Regions from separate parts of the Mus musculus genome. Here region 1 is linked to region 2. A link is a contact called in public HiChIP or PLAC-seq data. All regions are on one chromosome and are shown on one strand. The core of a region is the stretch at or near the end of the contact, and the rest is flanking DNA. Distances in the headings are between cores, read along the strand shown. Region 1 overlaps Pigk (phosphatidylinositol glycan anchor biosynthesis, class K). Region 2 holds the start of Usp33 (ubiquitin specific peptidase 33).

What was found. HiChIP or PLAC-seq counts read pairs in DNA pulled down with a chosen protein or histone mark.
Region 1: a contact with region 2 is called in an H3K4me3 HiChIP or PLAC-seq map of the 230-238 cell line, with 13 read pairs. The contact joins the enhancer-like site here to the promoter of Usp33 in region 2. A contact is called at or near these places in 17 of 39 promoter capture datasets (the 3T3-L1 cell line, the C10 cell line, the HPC-7 cell line and 11 more), 4 of 484 Hi-C or Micro-C datasets (the G1E-ER4 cell line, Th1 cells and cortical neurons), 18 of 115 datasets of contacts at active chromatin or transcription factors (the 230-238 cell line, the NIH/3T3 cell line, bone marrow-derived macrophages and 13 more) and 5 of 9 other capture datasets (adipose tissue, embryonic stem cells, liver and 2 more).

Annotation. Positions count from the first base shown.
Region 1 is chr3:152,756,817-152,762,495 of GRCm38.p6, reverse strand. The region is part of intron 9 of Pigk (phosphatidylinositol glycan anchor biosynthesis, class K); the gene reads right to left. Among named protein-coding and RNA genes, the nearest start is that of Gm40181, 3.6 kb to the right of the region's middle. Within about 2 kb of position 2,670, at least 11 of the 459 cell types and tissues checked have an H3K27ac peak or open chromatin away from gene starts, as enhancers often do. A contact at or near this core is called in the 230-238 cell line, where this site is marked.
Region 2 is chr3:152,343,302-152,348,845 of GRCm38.p6, reverse strand. Usp33 (ubiquitin specific peptidase 33) reads right to left here and starts at 2,368. Exons shown (of 24, transcript NM_133247.3): 1 at 2,207-2,368.

The sequences.
Region 1 (5,679 bases), core at 1,421-3,920, 410 kb before region 2:
TTTCCAGTTAGGTGACTTCCATCCTAACGCACTGTTACCCTTGTACTCCTGCATCTTCGTTTCTCACTCGGAGGCTCGGGAGGCCTCTTCCTCCCTGCTTCTGCTGAGGTGACGCCCTAGCATACTTGGAGGATTGGCAGGGTAGACAGTCCCTCTCAGGTACCCACGACATAAGACCTTTCAATGCACACATTCTGCTTGAGCTCTGAAAAGGTTTCCAGTACAGTTTTTAACGCTATTTCTATTTCTATTCCATTTGATTTTCTAGTTTAAGCATTAAGCAAATATAATGGACCCCCCCCCCAGACTCTCTCTCTCTCTCTGATTTTTCCTGTTTTCTTCCTCACATTTCAGTGTTATTTTCCTGGCTCTTATTTCTAGTCTTTATTCCTTTCACTGAACTTGTGGTAACACACTCCTCCCCTGGGTGTCTTGTAATTTAGTTTTCACTTCCAAGGTGATTTTCTCTATTTTGCCTTTGTCTTTCCAGAGTCCAGTTGGGTTCTTCCAGACATTTCTGTTGTTTGTCTCTTTCAGTCATGACTCTCTCAGTGAGTTCATTCATTACACAGACACTTGTGTAATACCGTGTTCACACTCCAGGGCTCCAGCTGGCCTTCCTCTGTGTTTTCTTTTATATCCCAGCCCTCTGTGTGTGTTTATGCATGTGCAGGCGCTTGTATACGATATGAGTGCGCATGTCTGAAAACCTCATTCCTCAGCCCCGTCAACGTGGTTTTAGAGACAGCCTGTCTGTCCCTGGCGTGGGCCTTGCTGGTGACCGTGCTGACTGTCCAGTGAACCCCAGAGGGCCACCTATGTCTGCCTCCCCAATACTGGGATTGCAATCACATGCCCCCACCCAGCCTTCTTATGAAGGCCCTGGGGTTGAACTCAGGTCCTTAAACTTCTCCTCAACCCTTCTTTCTGTTTTTGCTTTTCTCCACTGAAAGTGCCTACACATAACAAAATGTATATAAGTTATATATACTTTAATAAGGTTTTATCTTAATTTTCTATTTTATTCTGGTATTAACTTTGTACATTTGCTGAATTCTTTCTCTCTTGAAGATTATTTATGTTGGCTTTCCTGGGATTAGTAATGGCCATTAATCTGGAGTTGGATCAAGGAGATGAGCTAATTTACAAGGGAGAGTTTTCAGTTCAAGAGCGCCCTCTTCTGTAGCTGAAACGAACTGCAGCTTACTTAATAAAGTAGCCGATGTACCGGGGTGGGATTTTTAAATACTCCCTTGCTTTCATAAAGCCCTTCCTTACTCTTTTTGTCCACATCTAACACTTCTGGGCACCGTGTCCCCACCCTCCTCTTCACAACGTCCTCTGTTCTCATAGAATTGTCGCTTTCCTAATCATGGTGCATAAGGTCACCAAGCTCTCTACTCAGCATTTGTAATTCTGAGAAAACTACAGGTGCTCATTCCAACTTACGCATGGCTGGAACCCCAAACACCTCCTTCTTTCCTCTTATGAATAATGTGTGTTCTCCTTCTTAAGGTCATTCTTTTACTTAAGATTTTGAGAGCTCTAAGACACTCACTGGCTCCAGAGGTTATCTCTCCATTTTCTCTTTCCAAGACTGGGCTAAGAAGCTCTACTGACAGCATTTCATGAAGGAACAATTTCTGCACAGGAGGCTGTGCCGTTTTTCCTTGTGTCACTGTGTCTCAGACAATGGCATTTCACAGATACAAGCCGAGTCTCTTCACTGTGGAAGGGTTCTGAATCCAACACAGCAAAGCTACAATCTGTGCTGAAAGTGATTAAAATACTGCCCAACCCCTCTGTGAAGTTGAAAAAGACAGAGCAGGCTCAAGAGAAGCTCACAAAATCAGTTTACAATCCTCCTTTTGTGTCCTTGTTTCTCTATCTTAGATGCCCAGTGGCCTCAGAAACTCTTTACTCTGCTACTGAAGCACTCTTAGAACAAGTCTCTAAAATTATTTACAGTGCCCATACATAAAGCCATCTCTGACTCAAGAGTGTTTCCTCCCACAATGCCATGCTGAAATCAGATTATTCATGTATAAACTGACAGAGCTTATTGGGGCCTAAAGGCCAAAGCATTCTTCTAAGAATTGAAAACAACTGTAAGAACAGAGGTTGTTCTATGGTTGATACTAACAATAAAATCAATAAATAATTCAAAACACATTATCTAAAGTAATCCAAGGACATTAGGAAGAAATTCCAGAAACAGGTCCAAACCCACAATTTGATATAACCCTTTGAACGAGACAGCTTGAAACAATTACTTGAAACTAAAATATATACCAAAGAAGGCAAATTAGCTTATTTATATATAGTAAATTAAATTATATATAATATATTTTGAAGGCACAGAAAAGCTCCCATCCCTTAGCTGTATTTTTAACATGTTCAAGTAGTTATAAGCGGCTAGGAAACACCTTTAACAGTGTTCAACATCCTCAGCCATGAGGGAAATGCAGATTAAGTCCACCTTCAGAATCCACCTCACAACTCTCAGAATGGCCATAGTCATCAGGGGATCAACTAACCAAATGCTGGCACAGATGTGGGGACGAGGAGCGCGCTGGTGGGAGTGGGAGCTACAGGAACAGACATGTGGCATGTCAGGTGCTGGCTGTCCCGCTCAAGGGCACACCTGAAGGTCTCCATGTCCTGCTATAAGACACTTGCCATCTCCCTCTACTGCCCACAGGAAAAGGTGGCAGCGGGCTGAGGTGAGCAGGCAGTGGGTGAGAGCATTAAGTGGTCTTGCAGAGGGATGGAGTTCAGTCCCAGCATCCAGCCAAGCAGCTTACAAGGACCTGTAACTCCAGCTCCTGGAAACCTGATACCCTTTTCTGGACTCTGTGGATACATACATGATCACAAGCAAAACACACACACACACATACACACACACACACACACACATTACAGACACACAGACACACACATACACACACACACACACACATTACAGATACACAGACACACACATACAGACACACACACACATAGACACACACACAGACACACACACACATTAAACCTTAGAAAGAGGGAATGGGTTATTACTCCTGTAAGGAAGAAGGAAACCATGAACTTGGTCCCAGCAATGGAGTGAGCTCACTCAGGTCTAGAAAGACAAAGTCTGCATGATCCCTCTCGCATGGTGACTGTAGCTTCAAGTCTTCCTTTGTGAGCTAACTGTGAGCACAGTGGAAACCAGGAAACCAGGAAGGAGCTCTCAGGAGGGGGACTGAACCTAAGACCATAAGGGAGAGGATGTGGTAGTTCTGTGCCATTGATTCCGCACCACCTCACCTCCGACTCCCAAGGGCAAGTGGGGTCGGGCAGTGGGCGGTCCACGGCACAGGTGGCAGGTTCCTGCAAATGTTTTCCGCTCACAAGCATGCCAGCAGCAGGATGAGGGACTCAGAACCCCATGGAGGCACACTTGGATACAGTGCATTTGGGCACTGCATGAGTCGGACCAACAAGGCAATGGCGGTCCTTGAGCTCAGCGTCTGACGTCAGGAGAAGCCTTCACTGATCCTCTCTTAGAGACAGAGGCTGAGCTGCATGTCAACTGACACTTAATACCAGCTGCTACCATGACAAAGTCCTGGAGGAAGCCACGCTCCTTCCATCGAATGGGGGCAGGGCAGAAAAGCCTGTCGTGTTTCCATGGAGACCCACTTTCTTGGCAGTTCAACTATGTAAGACACACATTTTTACCACGTGTCAACTTTCGACAAGCCAGTGTCAGGTCAGCCGACCCCTCCCTTCCACACTGAGTAATGCTGCCGTTCCACCTCACCACAGGAACGCAATGCTCTGGGGACAGGGAGGTACTGAGCTCCTTCACAGTACCACAGAGCCCTCTCACTGGGTTTCCTTCTGAGGAAACTGGAAGCGTGATGACAAAGCCAGGAGAGCCAGCTGTGTTTTCACGCCTGAGGTAACTCGCTGGTGGCTTTCATGTAGTCATTATGACCAAAAGTTACCTAGTCTCTGGAGTGTCAAGGTTTGACTATGGCTAATTTTCAAAGAAATATGAAGAAAAAAGCTTTCATAGCAAAGCTATACAAGATGAATTTCAGTCATTTCTGTAATATAGAAAATATGAATTATAGTGTGCACACTAAACAGAAAATCATAATCAACTTCCCTTATTTTTAGAGTAAGTTAGAGCTTTCCCTTCAGTTAGGTGTGATTTAAATCTATATATCATGTTTATGCAGCATAGCTACAGCAGTTACAACTCCAGGCCTCACACACTCCTCACAGGCTGGAAGTACACGTGCAGGAAACTGCTGAGAGACGGGCGGTATGTGCTATTCCCAACACATGCTCCGGTCCCACGCCACTCTAAATGTTCACACTCTGAATGCACACATATTTGGCATGAAGAAAGAAAAACTTTAAACTTTAAAAGATTTCCGGGTAAGACGGCAGATTAAAAACTGCCTGTCTGTGATATGGCTAAGGAGAGTTCATGTGAGAACAGACTATACTCCAGGAGACAGACAGCTTAGGAACCTGAGGGAGGTGGAGAGAGAACAGCTAACAGATGTGAAGAAAGCAGGCAACAAACACTGCAGCCATGCTGGGCTGATCTCAGGACAGGGAGGGGTAGAGGCTCTAGGCCCAGTGGCCCTTGTGATAAGAGGGTGGGAGAGCCTCCTTCAGCAGGACAATCGCACAGTCTGTGAGCCTGAAACCCAGCTGCCTATCTGGTGAGCTACCAATCCCTAGGGCAGATAACAGTGGACAGGATCCCATTTTGTTACTCTGTGTGAGGGCAGTCCACACACAGCTGTCACTCTATATGAGGGCAGTGTCCACAACCACCACTGTCCTTCTGTATGAGGACGGTGTCAGCAGCTACCCTGGGACGACTGTGCTGCGTGCAGAAACCATGTCGTGGGAACCAAAAGCCCCTGGGTAGCTTAAGCAGCCCTGATGAGCATAAGCAATGCTAGAGGTCACAATTCCTGACCTCAGATCTCACCCCACAACCACAGGGAAAGGGCCTGGCACTGGTGCAAAAACACACAGAGGGTTCAGGAATAAATGCACACCGGCACAGCCATAAGAGTCAAAAACACTGGAAACAGAGCAGTGCCAGCCAGCAGTCCTGGGGGAACAGACGTCCAAATGTGGGAAACAAAAGGGAGCCATTCCCGTTCTCCTCAACCTCACATGAGTCTTCACTCAAAGTGGACCAAAGACCTAATGTATGATCTGAGACTCTGAAACCAACAGAAAAGAGATGCAAAGAAAACTCACTGAGATACAGGCAGAGCTGGCATTGTGACAACACTTCCAGCTAGCACACAAAATGGTGCCAGAGCCAAATCCATTACTTTGCTGGCTTTAAAATAAAAGCCCCCACCCCAAAAGCTTGATATACTAATTTAATAAAACCCAGTCTAAATGGCTCACCAACTCACTTCTGGTCTCTGGTTTGCATCCCTGTTTAATCAAGTAAATGAGGGCCACCCCTGCCACGGTGGGGAAGCATAATCAGCCACATCCCTATTCGTTTCCCAGGAGACACATTAGCTAGCTTGGGATCACAGTCTATGAACTCCTAGAATCTATTAGTTTGGTTTGTTTTTTAATTCTTGGGAAACTGTAGTAGAATATATAAAACTTCAGAAGCTGAGGCCATTAGATTTAATGAGT
Region 2 (5,544 bases), core at 1,119-3,618:
GTACTGTGGGCCCAGCCACCGAGGAGGCTAGAATAGGAAAAAGTGAGGTTCCAGGCCCATCTGGGCAATACTATCCCCTCATCTCTTTATTTTTTCAAATAATCCACATTTCCCCTCTTAGACATCATTGAGCATTTTACGTCATTTTCTTGCAGCACAGACTCTTGCACCAGCAGGTTGGTAAGCACTACAGTCCCAGCACAGGAGATGGTGCAAGTCCAGAGGGATTCAAGGTCATCCTGAGCCGCAAGCAATTTCAAGGCCAGCATGTCTCAAAAAAAGAAAAAGAAAAAAAAAAAAAAAAAAAAAACTCAAGCTTTTAAAACGCTGCATTTAAGTCTCTCATAATTTTATAATCTTTATTCCACTTGGTTGCTTGATTGACTGATTGAGACAGGGTTTGTGTGTGTAGCCATGGCTGTCAACTCTCGCTGTAGACCAGGCTGGCCTGGAATGTACAGAGGTTAAGACCGCCTCTGCCTCCCAAGTGCTAGGATTAAAGGGGTGCATATCACCACGACCTGGCTCAGCCTTAATCCACCTGAATTCTAATTTCTAGTACAGGCTGGTTTGGCAATATTGTTTCAGAAGGAAAGGCTGATCCTTACACAAGCTTGAAACTCTGACTTGGGAAAAGGCTATTTGGCATTCGTCAGAGGACAGGAACAGAATCAAGTAAGATTTTGTAAGTGAAAGGATCCTGAAAACAGCAAATCACCTACTTGCTGCAACTATGTGGAGAGATTTGCTTATTCATATACTACATGAACTAAAAAGGAAAGTAACTGAAAACTGGCAATGCAGATCAAAAAATAGCATGCAAGCCGGGCGTGGTGGCACACGCCTTTAATCCCAGCACTCGGGAGGCAGAGGCAGGCGGATTTCTGGGTTCAAGGCCAGCCTGGTCTACAAAGTGAGTGCCAGGACAGCCAGGGCTACACAGAGAAACCCTGTCTCGAAAAACCAAAAAAAAAAAAAAAAAATAGCATGCAATCATAAATATAGCCCCCATGTATATTTGTGTAGTTTTTCTCATCTTGCCAAAGTAAATGAAATAACAAAACTATCGGCATAGTATAAGTTACTGAAACAAGTTATAAAATTTTCATTCTTCCATACTTATATTAACAGTACAAACTCACTGCCAGCATTCATAAGATCAAATAGCCTGCTGCAATCATCGGATTTGCTCTGACCTTTCCATAAGATACAACTGCACCCTCAACCACAGAAGACACTCGGAGAAATGGTCTCATTCTCTCCCTCTCCCTCCCCTCCCCTGCCTCTTTGGTTTGCTTGCTTGCTTGCTTGCTTGCTTTGAAATGGGGGCTCCTGTAGCCTAGGCTAGCCTGGAAGTCCTTCTCTACCTTCCTCCACCTTCCAAATGTTATCTTCTGCCAAAGGCATCTCTAGGCTTGAGCAGTCTACCCTGACTCTCATTATCTTTGGTAACAGGTTTTTCGTAAAGAAAAAAATTGTCAGATCAAACAAAAAAATATCTGGCATGACATGGTGGCAATACATTTGGAATCCCAGCAACTTGGGAGATGGAGGCAGGAGGATCAGGACTTGGGAGGCCAGACATTGGACTGTCTCGAAAAAATTTAAAGAAGAAAAAAGAGAGAGAGAGAGAGAGAGAACATTCTAGAATTCTACATTAAGCACTAAGTCTCGAGACCTTTGGTAAAACGCGTCTTCAGTTTAGTTAGACTCTGCTCCAGCCAGGATGTCAGCCCCTGGCTCCATTTCGCAGGCCTAATACTGATTCCGACAGAATGTAAACCCTAATCTTCAGTTGTGTGCAAAGCCCCTAAGGCAATCAAATCAATCACATTGCCTAACAGGTCAACATGACGAATTTTCCGACGAGGAGCATTTTGTATTTGAAAAATGCTTGAGCGCTTGGGAAAGCACTCACACCGTGGAAATGTGACCCGAACAAAAGCTGCGACCGACAGACGCTACGACTGGACTCGACCCAAACGCTGCGTCGGCCGAAGACACGCCACTGGGACGGTGACACCTCGGTTTTCCCGTTCGTAGCAATGAATAACGGGGCGGCGCGCACAGGTCGCGCCCCCCGACCCGGATCCCTGACCACCGAGCCGCCCGGGCCGCGCGCCGGGGCGAGCCTCAGCCCGGCCGCGCCCGCCCTCCCTCCGGCCCGCCGCCGCCGCACGCCCGCCCGCCCGTCCGCCGCGCTCACCTCAGCCCGCCGCCCAGCGCACTCCTCCTCGGAGCCTGAGCGCTCGGATCCGCAGGGCCGCAAAACGGTTCCGCAGCGCGGCCCGCAGAACCCGACCGCTGCCCGACGCTTCCCTCGGCAGCCGCCGCTCCTTCCGGTGTCTCCGCGGCCGCTGCGGGCGTCTGGGGGCGGGACCTTGGGGAGACACGCCCCGGGGCGGGGCCTCGGGCCTGGCCTCGGTTCTCCGCTAGGCCTGTGCTAGACAGGCAACCTGAGCTGACGTGTACACCACTTCGGCCGCATTTCTGCTTTTATTCCTATTCTCCCACCCTCTGCAGTCACAAGACAGCTTCCCAAGGTCTCGTCGCGGTGCATTATAAACTCCGCAGTACGGAAAGCCTCAGAAAGGTCTGAAGTTTGCAATATGAAGTGGCTAGCTCAAGGCTGGGGCAGGAGGATTGCGGTAACTTCGAAGCCAGTCTGGGCTGCAGTGTGAGGCTAGTCCTAAACCTTGCTTTTCTAATAACTCCTTTAAGACCTACATTTTCTGGAAGCAAATGCATTTCTCTTTGCCATATATACAAAGAAGAAATTAATCTCTACCATTTTCCACTAGGTTAAATCAAGATCAAATGAAATAGTTACTGAAACCTTGAGATCTTCTTGGTACTTAGAGCAATAGGAAAAAAAAAAAAAACCTTCCACTTATGTGACTGTTACATTCACTTTTTAATATTTTTCCAATTATTTCTATTATATGCATTGGTGTTTTGCCTGCATGCATATCTCAGTGAAGATGTCGGATCCATTGTATCTGGAGTTACAAACAACTGTGAACTAAACTGCCTTCTGGGTGCTGGGGATTGAACCAGTGTCCTCTGGAAGAGCAGCCAGTGGTCCTAACCAGGAGTCATCTTTTTAGCCCCTCACTGTTTGATTTTATAATATGTGAATTCAAACTGCAAAGCTGAAAAAGTTTGTCAGCTGGGCATGGTGGTGTACCCCGGTAAAGCCAGCACTTGGGAGGCTGTGGCAGGATTGTGAGTTTGAGGCTAGCCTGGATTACAGAGTAAGACATGTCTATATGATTAACCCCAAAGTTGGTTGGGAGCATGTATCTAAATATTGTGCAAAATGCCAGTCTCCATCAGAAGCAGGCGACTAATCTGAGGGCTTCTAATTATTCTGCTAGTGGAATCAGAGGATGTTAACCATGATACTCCTTGCTGTCTGGGGCTTGGCGCAAGGGAATGAAGCTGTGTGGGAGGCCCCATGGTTACCACCACTCTACCCTCGGCCTACTCCAGATATTGCTCGTTTGCTTTCACTGATATCCAAATCAGTAATATTGTCATTTTTTTTTTTCGAGACAGGGTTTCACTGTATAGCCCTGGTTGATCTGGAACTCACTTTGTAGACCAGGCTGCCCTCGAACTTAGAAATCCACCTGCCTCTGCCTCCCGAGTGCTGGGATTAAAGGCGTGTGCCACCACACCCGGCTTTCAATTTTTATTGAATGGTTTTCCCCAGGAAATTCATTTTTATTTACCCAGATATAACAACATCAGGCCAAATAAGTGTTTTAATTGGGGGTCATTCAAGCATAGACCACTTAAGGGTAGCTATACCAACAATGAGTCTCTCCCATGCCTCCAGCATTGTTAACTACATTTATACCCTCAGAGATAGGAGGTGCTGCATAAGCCTGGGTGCCCGCCATTGTGTCCATGGGGAAATGCTAACGGGCACAGGATGTGAGGGTTCATGCTGCTAACTACTGCTTTCTGATTTCAAGATGGCAGCCGCCACGAGCTGCCCAGAAGACAGAGGTCCTCAGTGTGCACTTTTACTGTAAAGGTGGGGTTTATTTTTGGAGGATTGATTGATTGACTGATTGATTGATTTGTATGGGTGCTTTGTCTACATATATGTCTGTGTATAATCTTAATAACCGGTGCCCTAGGAAGCCAGAAGAAGGTCTTGGGTCCCAAGACTAGAGTTATTGATGGTTGTGAGTCACCTATGGGGTCAAAGAATCGAACACAATTCCTTTAGAAGAGCAGCCAGTGCTTTGTAACTACTGTGTTTTGTTTTTAAGTCAGGGTCTTGTTATGTAGCCCAGGCTAGCCTTGAGCTCTCCCTCCTGACTTGTGAGATTAAAGGCATGAATCACCAGGAGCAATTTAAGAGAAATTTTTTTTCCATTTTATTTTTGGCCCATGAAATAAGAGGGCATAATCTATCACGCAAGAAAGCTAAGGTGGCCGGGCAGTGGTGGCGCACACCTTTAATCCCAGCACTTGGGAGGCAGAGGCGGGTAGATTTCTGAGTTCAAGGCCAGCCTGGTCTACAGAGTGAGTTCCAGGACAGCCAGGGCTACACAGAGAAACCCTGTCTTAAAAAACCAAAAAAAAAAAAAAAAAGTTTCTGAGGCAGGGGGATGACTGTGAGGGAGTTTCTGAGGCAGGGGAATGACTGTGATTGAGTTTCAGAGGCAGGGGGATGACCACGAATGAATGTGTAAGGCAGGGGGATGACGCTAAGTGACTGTGTGAGGCAGCATGATGACGCTGAGTGAGTGTGTGAGGCAGGGGGTTGACTGTGAGTAAGTTTCTGAGGCAGGGCCGGGCAGTGGTGGCGCACACCTTTAATCCCAGCACTTGAGAGGCAGAGGCGGGTAGATTTCTGAGTTCAAGGCCAGCCTGGTCTACAGAGTGAGTTCCAGGACAGCCAGGGCTACACAGAGAAACCCTGTCTTGAAAAAAAAGAAAGAAAGAAAGAAAGAAAGAAAGAGAGAGAGAGAGAGAGAGAGAGAGAGAAAGAAAGAAAGAAAGAAAGAAAGAAAGAAAGAAAGAAAGAAAGAAAGAAAGAGAGAGAAAGGTAAGGTGGTCGGATTGTGGTAAGGCTGATTACACAATAGTGACAGGAAACAAGAAAAAGTACTAACTCTATTTATTAATATTGCATATGTACACAGTGTGTGTGTGTGTGTGTGTGTGTGTGTGTGTGTGTGTGTGTAAGCACATTACTCTTGTAGAAAGTTCAAGTTTAATTCCCACGTTGAGCAGCCTATAAACCCCTTTATCACTAGACTAGGCGAGCTGACCACCTTTGATACCCAGACCTCCAAAGATACTATCACTTACATGCACGCACACACACACGTGTATACACGCACACACAATTTTAATAATAATAATAATAATAATTTTAAAATAAGCTAGGAAGGGCCAGAGAAATGCCTCAACCATTAAGAGCACTTGATGCTCTTGAAGAGCAGCTGAGAGTGTTTCCCAGAATCCGTAGAGGACCTGAGTTAGTTTCCCAGCAGCCACTTGGCGGCTCACAAACACTTGTAA